Linked DNA regions of Macaca mulatta: region 1 is linked to region 2. The links are chromatin contacts, called in public Hi-C maps. All regions are on one chromosome and are shown on one strand. Each heading gives the region's core, a stretch centred on a gene start, on an enhancer-like site or on the middle of the called end of the contact. The rest is flanking DNA. Distances are from core to core; before and after follow the strand shown.

Region 1 (4,034 bases), core at 149-2,648, 1.0 Mb after region 2:
GACGCACACACTAAGAACAAGTGCACAGAGTGGTCAATTTGGCAAAGGCCTAGAATGCAGGTGACTAGAAAATAGGGCGGAGCCACTACCAGTTGAAGTGCAACAAAACATACAAGGTACTCCAGGCTCAGAGAGATGGGTTAGCAGACTCCAGCCAAGTCTGTTTCCCGTTTGTCGGACGAAGAGAAATAAGAGTCCCTATATGAGCCTACCCTAATGACAAAGAAAATGGTACTAAACTTAGATTCATATTTTATTTTTCAAAGGCTTCTTATCAAACTGTAAGGAGCAGGAAAGCGAAGGCTCAGGATATCCAAAGAGCCCAGGAAGTGAGGTTAACAGCGTGGTACCCAGTGCCAACTTGATAGGGGGAAGACCAGACCCAAAGGGCGAGAGTCAAGCTCATAACCAAGTGCGGAAAGAGCATCTCACTTACCGCTCTCCACCTTAAATTTCTCGTGCCGCCCCTTCAGGCCATCGATCTCGGATTGCTGATCAGCAAGGAACTTTTCAAGTTTGTTCTGGACAGACTTGGGCAGCTTGTTCAGCTCTGTGCGCTCCAGGACTTGCTGCAACACCGCCGCCATGTCGGTGGGGCCAGGGGCCCCAGTGGCAGCGGCTGACGGGGTAGAAGCAGAGAAGAAAGGCGAAGACCAGGAGGACCCAGACGCCTGGGCCGCCGCCTCTACCACCTCGCTCGGTGGCTCGCGCGCGCCCGCCCGCCGGAGACTCCCGCGGCGGGACCCTGGGAAATCGAGTCCAGCCTAAGCGGCGGCACTTCAGCAACAGCACCTCACCGCCCGCGACCGAAGTGCGCGCGCAGCCGTTGGAAGCTACGCACCCTGGGAACCCGAGCTCAGCTGCTACCCCGATCCTATTGCGCACTCAATTTTCCGGCTTCCAGCTCCACCCACTTCAGGCCTTGTAGGCCTCTGGGAAATGTAGTGTTTTTCTCATTCCCTTCCGCGAGCCCAATCCCGCACCGCCCTTTCAGTTTCCGTTTTTCTCCCCGCCCCCCTGGCTCTCCTATCTCCGCTCCGTAACCGCTGTCCGCACGGTGGCGCCACATACGTACTCGTCACCCCATGGCCCTCCCTGAAGAGCTGGTGACCTTACCATCAAAGCCCCGGGATGCCATGGATCGTCCTCTTTGGCGGCTTCTGGACACTGAGCCACTAGAGGGCATCGGTCCCGGTAGGGGCGGACGGCAGGCTCCAGGCTACCGCCACGCTCTCTATGGCGCCCAGAAGGGGGCGGGGTGGCGACCGCAGTCGCTTTGGCTGAGGCTCTGCGGTGAAGGGAGGGGGGCGTTTTACGTCATCAATCTGCGCCACCTGACTCCCAAGACCCTAGCTTTGGAGTGGGAAGTGAGGTGTGGGAAGTAGGTCGCTTTCTGATGAATTAAGTGGCAGTGAATTGAGACCGGAGGGAATCTGGCCCCTAGAGGCTGGTACTTGCGCCCCCAAACCCCATCTCCAGCAGACAGACTGTCCGAGGTAATTGTCGGCCACGAGTGCACATTCTGAAAACAGGTAAGTCAGCCTAAATGTAGTGTATGTGTGTGTGTGTGCGCGTGCGTGTGCACTAGAGCACACAGCTCCCTTTTCAAGAGAAAAAGGAAGGGACAGAGTGTTGGAAACATATGGACAGTCACTCCGGCACACACTTCTGACGAACTTACCTTGTGTGAAACGGCGTACCTAAATGGTTTTTGGCGGTGGAGAGGTGGTACTGAGTGATACAGTACCCGGGAATTTAAGGACCCGGGTTAATTCTTCAGGAGGAGAATTAAAAGAAACCGTTAGCACTTTGAGTGTAGCCTGTGTTTTAAATTTTTCGTTGCAGAAATTGCTACCTAACATTATATTGTTTTTAAAATTGAAAACTGTTATAACTGAAGTTTTTAAACACTGTTAATTGCTACAGTAATAGAACTTGCATGTTTCCAGATCATAATTCTGTAATTTTAAAGCTCAATCCGTAGATTGCTTCGTGTTTAATTACTCTTCAGAAAGAATTTATTAAATTATTCATTGTAAATAATGCATTCCCAATGTCTTCTCTCTGCAGTTCCCACAGTCGTGGGCCTTCTGTGAATTGGAGATTTATTTTTTATATGAAATTTATTCTTTTTCTCTAGTTCCTACTTTTGAATCATGTTGTGAAGCCATCTAAGAAATATAAATGGAAGCATTTTGTGATATTTTGTAATAACTAAGGAAAAATAAATCAGCAGCGGAGCTTAAGGTTGATTTTTCCCCCAAAATACTTTTTAGATAAGCACTGTAATTAAAGTTGCTGGTATATGAAGTATTATGCTATGTCCTAAGCGCACAGTATTATCATACTGTTGATCTGTCATTTGGGAAATGTAGATTTTCTGTATTTAGATTCACAGAATCCTAACATTAGATAGGTTTTCAGATCTGCTAGGATTCAAATGCTTTATTTTATAGATTAGGAAACCGGAGCCCAGGAAGAGTGAGTTGTGTCAGTTACAGTGCTTGGATCACAAAGGCTTTGGCTGATATACAACATTTCTGGAAAATTATGACCCTATAAGGCAAAATACAGTGGTCCCTTAGTGTCCGTGGAGCATTGGTTCCAGGACCCTCTCACCTGCCCACCCCATGGATACCGAAATCCATGGATGCTCCAGTTCCTTATATTAAATGGTGTAGCATTTGGATACTTTAAATCATCTGTAAATTACTTATAATGCCTAATACAATGTAAATGCTATAGTTGTTGTATTGTTTAGGGAATAGTGACAAGAAAAAACATCTTTGCACTAATGGTACAGATGTAATCATGCTTTTTTAAAATAGAATTTCTTTCAGTCTGTGGTTGGTTGGCTACATGGAAGTGGAAACCACAGATATGGAAAGCTGACTATATATATTTTTAGTACTGCCTTTTATAAAGTATGGTTGACTACATTTAAACATTTTGAAAGAGCTCTAAAGAAAAATTTATCTGACATTCAATCCGATTTCATAATTGAACAGATTTTCACCTCTCTATTGCACTGAGTTTCTTACACATTAATATGGCTATTAGTGACACCCTAGAAGAACTAAGGTTAAAAGGGTAAATATAACTTTGGAATTATTTGTATTTGTTGCAAGAATTAAGAATTATTAGAGCAGAAGGAAAAGGAGTATAATATGATGAAGTAGAGGAAAGTTTATATATAGAATTTCGTACCTTAAGGCATTACTAAAAGGTAAAAGCCCTTAACTTCACAGAGGCATCAGTGATATTTAGACAAGCATTCCTAGACTTAGTCTCTAAAAAATGATATGCAAATCTGATTCACGTCTATTGTTGTCAAAAAAGAGCTAGGAAGAAATTAACGTATTTTGAGACAAAACTGAGCAAGCTCGTTGAAACAATAATGAAACAGCCTCTAGTAGGACAGTTCAAACTTGAATCCATTCTCTGGGCTTTAATTTTAAAATGCAAAACCATCTTGTGACTGACAGTTTACTGGTATCAGATATACCATCCCAGCATATCTCTGGTAGCCTTAACTTTGTGGTACTGAATAAGATTCACATTTTTTACAGAACCCAAATGATGATTATTCCTAAATTGCAGTGTTCAAAATACTGTAACTGTGTTCCTGCAGTCTCTGTTTGTTTTATAGCTCTTTTGGGTATCATCTCTTTTACATTTTCATCCTCACCAATTATGAGCTCCTTGATTTAATCATTCATTATATTGCCTAGCTCTTTTATTGAGTATCTTTGGTTTTAAGCTATAGAAATGCAAATCGAAGGAGCATAAGCCAATAGAGGGAATGAATATACTGATTTCCTTCCAGAAATCAGAGAGAAAGCAGAACAAGAGCTATGCTTAGTAATGATTTAATTGAAGGACTGGTTACGATTCCTCATTACGAGAATGGTGTTGAAAAACAGGGATTCTAGAGCTGGAGTGTCTCCTTTGCCACTTAACCAACTTTGTCACTTTGGCAAGTTATTTAATCAACTTTTCTCATTTCAGTTTCTTCATATATAAAATGAGGATTA
Region 2 (4,097 bases), core at 895-3,394:
ACACACACACTAGAACATGACATCGTGGGAAGACCCCCAACCTTTAAGAATTCCTATTTGCAGGATTTGACTATACAATCGCACTGCTAAAAAGTGGATGAAATGACTTACTTAGAGTTACTTCATCTTAATATCAATTATTAAGATACTTCCTTAACAGGAAAGCATATTTAAAAACGTATTTGCAAAACTACATTTAATTACCATCTAACAAATCCTTCAAGCAAGAAAAACAAAATCCCACCTTCCAAAACCAAGTAGCCAAAAAGACTAATTTAAAACTAAGACTAAAACCTGAAATGTTTTGTCTTGGGGGGAAAGCTAGAAAATCAACTACAAATTATTGGCTATAGAAATTAGTATCTATCAGTTAACTAGAGATTTCATTTATTAGGAAAACACAGGAAAACCATTCCAGGGCTCTCTTTGGTCAGTGGCTCAAGTTCCGTTTACCTCTGGCTACCAAATTATGGACTTGATAAGTAGCCTGCCAGCTGGCATTAAATGATACTAGTCTCAATCCAATTCTAAAGTCCGTGTTTACCTCACGTCCAGACTTAACCAATACAACTACTCCTTCAGTATCTTTAAGACAGAAGTGTCAGCAGGCTTTAGCCTAAAAGTAATCATCAGTATTTTGTTTTTCCTAAATCAATCACTGGTGCTAGAATTATTAAAAGAAAGCATGGCCTGTGGCACTCTAGTCTATGCTGTACTTATTCATCTGTTAAGAGTGGTACTAGGCTTCCAGAGTTGTCATCTATTAGTAGACAGAAGATCACAACACAACGAATAGCTTGACGCCAAGGTGTTCTAAAGCTCCATCACTGCAACAGACATGAACAAAATGCGCCCTCTTGGACATCTGCATTTCTCCTTGAAATGTCAGCTGCCTCAAACCAATAGATACGTCCACTACGGACCGGGGCGGGGGGCGGGGGAAGTAAATGTAGTTCTCAACTAGTGGTTCAATTTACCCTAGGTTCAACCCTCAGCCTGATACCTTCCTATCTATCATCAAGAGCTTATAATCAGAGACACTTAACCAAAAGCGTGGAGGGACGGAAAAAGAGCAAATCTTGCCACTTATTTCTTTCATAAAAAAGAAAAAGCGTCCCAGGCCTTCCTCCGCGCGCGGTCAGGCCCGCGCCCACTCCGAAGGCTGCTAGGCGAGGCCCCCAGCGCCCGCACACCCCCGCCCGGGATTGGCCAGCCCTGCAGTCACTCAGTACCGACACGTCAGGGCAGCCGCTCCCTCCCTCCTCCCGCCCCCTTCTCCCCGCGCTTGGCAAGAAAAGCGGGCAACGTGGAGCGGGAACAAAGGACCCCGCGGCCCACGGCGATCGGGGACTCCGTGCCACCCTACTCCAGGCCCGGGGCTGGCTGCCCGCCCACACGCGCCAAGTCCTGGGAGCTCTTCCAGAAGAGAATCCCACACCCCAGGCAAACCCAAGGAGAGGCGTCCGCTCCTGACAGCAAGAACGGGGAGTCCCGCGCCCTCCTTCCGGCTGGTCATCCCCTCCCGGCGGCGCCCTAACCAGGCCTCCCAAAACCCTTCGAGCAAAAAACTCTCGTTCCTCCCAGCCTGCCTCCCCCGCGCCAGTGCAGAAAAGGGGTTCGAGCCTCCGCGCTCTCCGAGGCGGCCAGCGCCCGCTCTCGGCCGCCAACGCGACTCGGCAACCATGGCAGCGCTGGAGCGCCGGCCCAGCGCGGCGCGGGCTTCACGTCCCAGAGGGCGGCGGCGGCGGCGGCCGCCGCTTGGGGCTGCCTCCTCTGATGAGGACACCGCTTCCGCGCCTCCTACCCTCTTCCCATCCGCCGGCGCCATCCCCTCATCTCGGATTCTAGCCGCGCCCTGTCCCTCATCTGCCGTTCGTAGAACCAGCGCGTATTACCTGGTTCATCTCTGAAGAGATGGAAACATTCATCTCTAGAGCTTCGATGGGAAGCAGGAGGAAGCGGGCGGGAATCAGCCCAACGGAAGGCGCCAGGAGGCGGCGGAAGGGGGGAGCGGTCAAGTAGAAGGACAAGGGTCCAGTCCGTGGAGACTGAGAGGAGTGGGGAGCGCCACCGAGAACTCGCGGGAACTCGCTCGCTCGCCGACACAGCCGCGCCGAAGCAGCAGGCGCAGAAACTGCGCTCAGCAGCTCTGAGCGACCGACCTCCACGCGCCACCGGGAGACACTGCCTCTGCCGCCGCCGACCGCTCGCGCCGCACCCCCTTGCACGTCACCACGTGCGCCGCCGCCGCCAACCCCTCCCAGCCCGCTTCCGTCTCGAATCCATCTGCAAATCACAGGCGAGCCCCATAAAGATCCCGCTCTAGGCCCCGCCTCCGCCCGCGGCCCCGCCCACATCCCGCCCCGCCCTCCTCCCTCTTCGACTGGGGTTCCTTCTTTCTCGGTGCAACTAGGTCAGCGCAAGGTGATCTGAGGAGATAGGCGGCGCTCGGGGGGCGCCCTCGTTCTTTATCGCGCGTTTGTCCCTCCCTCCGTTTCTTGCCCCACACCCTCACTTCGTCCAGTGCGTTGCCTGTCCCGGAACTGGTTCCCTCCAGCCGCCCTCACCTGTTCTGACTTCCCCTCGAGGCACAATAGCCTGAAAGATCAGACGTGGGAGATTAGATTGCTCGGCGTCAGACCTACTTCTAGGCAACCCCCTAGACTGCAGCTGCTCGCCGTGGACATTAGGATCTAGCTGGGCATGAGTCCTTAACTTTGGGGTCGGGGGGAAGTGGCGTGTGCGGGGAGGAGGCTTGCAGAGTGTGAGAAAGAAAAGAGGCACTCTCAGAAGAAGTCGAACAACTAACCCCTCATTTGGCCTGGTTTGGGTGAGAAGATTGAGTCACTTGGGGAAAAAAACAATTGGAGAAGTCAGAGAAGGTATAATACTATCAGTGGTGCCACAAACACCAGTTTACTTCCAGTTTTCACCACCCCCCCGCCCCGGGTTTGTTTTGTCTGCGTGCAGCTCTCCTTTTGTTGGAGACGCTGAGTCAGTTCTCTACTGGTCTTGCCCTCTTCCGGAAAAACAAAACAGGCCTGAGAAGTGGTAGTTCCTATCCTAACCTCCTGGGGCCCTTTAGACCAGGTGCCAGACTTCATTATCCACACCACCACCTTGCCCAGGAGGGAGATCTGTGAAAGCGAAACGTGATTTAAGCTGGGATCTGGCAGCAACTTCGTGGACTCTGAAGGGCAGGCAGGAAAGGTTTTTTGATTGAAGGAGCGGGATGTAGTGAGGTAAAATTATATCCAAATTAGAGTTTGGTAAAGGCTTCCAGGTTAATGTCCTGTTACGCTTATCCTGATTTGTGGAGGACACTTAAGCTGTCTAGGCCTAACTTTGTGTTTGATCACTCACCTAAATTTGTAGACATTCTAGGAGCTCTTTGTCAATACCTCTTCCCGTTTTTATCTTTATTTATGCTTATGGAAGCAGGAAAAATAAATTTTGGGAGCCTTCATCTGCAATAGAAGGTTTACAACTTTTTATTCTAAAATCTTGAGGCAATGAGACTTATTCCCCGCCCCTTTTTTCCTCACAGATTTCTTGCATGTCTCCCCTGACCCCACCACTGAGAATTCAACTGTAGGATGAAACAAGAACTAAGATGTCTATTAGTGTGATTTTTATATCTTTCTTAAGGGGAAAAAGACTGACATTTGACACTGCGCTCTTGTTTTGTCTTGCTGATAATAACTGACAGCAATGTTTACTTTTATTACAAATGAAACTATCAGGGTACGTACCTTTCAAGCTCTTTTAATACAATGGGTTTCATCCTTCCAGTGGGAGAGTGTGAATTGCCCACTCTGGGTAGGCACATGACTGCATGGCCTGTTGGATACATGGTCACACTTGCTGTACTCTAAATAGTGCCTTTGTGACCTGAAACAGTCAACACTTTTCTTAAAGCTACAGTGTGCCTACACTCATTGTATTTTTGCTTTGTATGGAATTTCAAATTTTCTTATTACCTTCTCTATGAATAATGGCATAACTTATGCATTCCATTTGCCTTTCAGGGAACTTGATGGCTAATTTCAACCTCTTAAAGTAACAAATTATGTTGTAAGATTTTGCTCTTAATGTAG

Evidence for each region. Hi-C and Micro-C count contacts between places; a contact is called where the count stands out from the background.
Region 1: a contact with region 2 is called in a Hi-C map of fetal cortical plate, with 2.9 times the contacts expected there. The contact joins the promoter of ODR4 here to the promoter of IVNS1ABP in region 2. A contact is called at or near these places in 2 of 14 Hi-C or Micro-C datasets (fetal cortex germinal zone and fetal cortical plate).

What each region holds. Positions count from the first base shown.
Region 1 is chr1:43,805,245-43,809,278 of T2T-MMU8v2.0, forward strand. ODR4 (odr-4 GPCR localization factor homolog) reads left to right here and starts at 1,399. Exons shown (of 14, transcript NM_001260697.2): 1 at 1,399-1,532. TPR (translocated promoter region, nuclear basket protein) reads right to left here and starts at 1,314. Exons shown (of 52, transcript XR_013417135.1): 1 at 1,117-1,314; 2 at 437-745.
Region 2 is chr1:42,766,858-42,770,954 of T2T-MMU8v2.0, forward strand. It overlaps IVNS1ABP (influenza virus NS1A binding protein), which reads right to left and starts at 2,145. Exons shown (of 15, transcript NM_001265910.1): 1 at 1,896-2,145.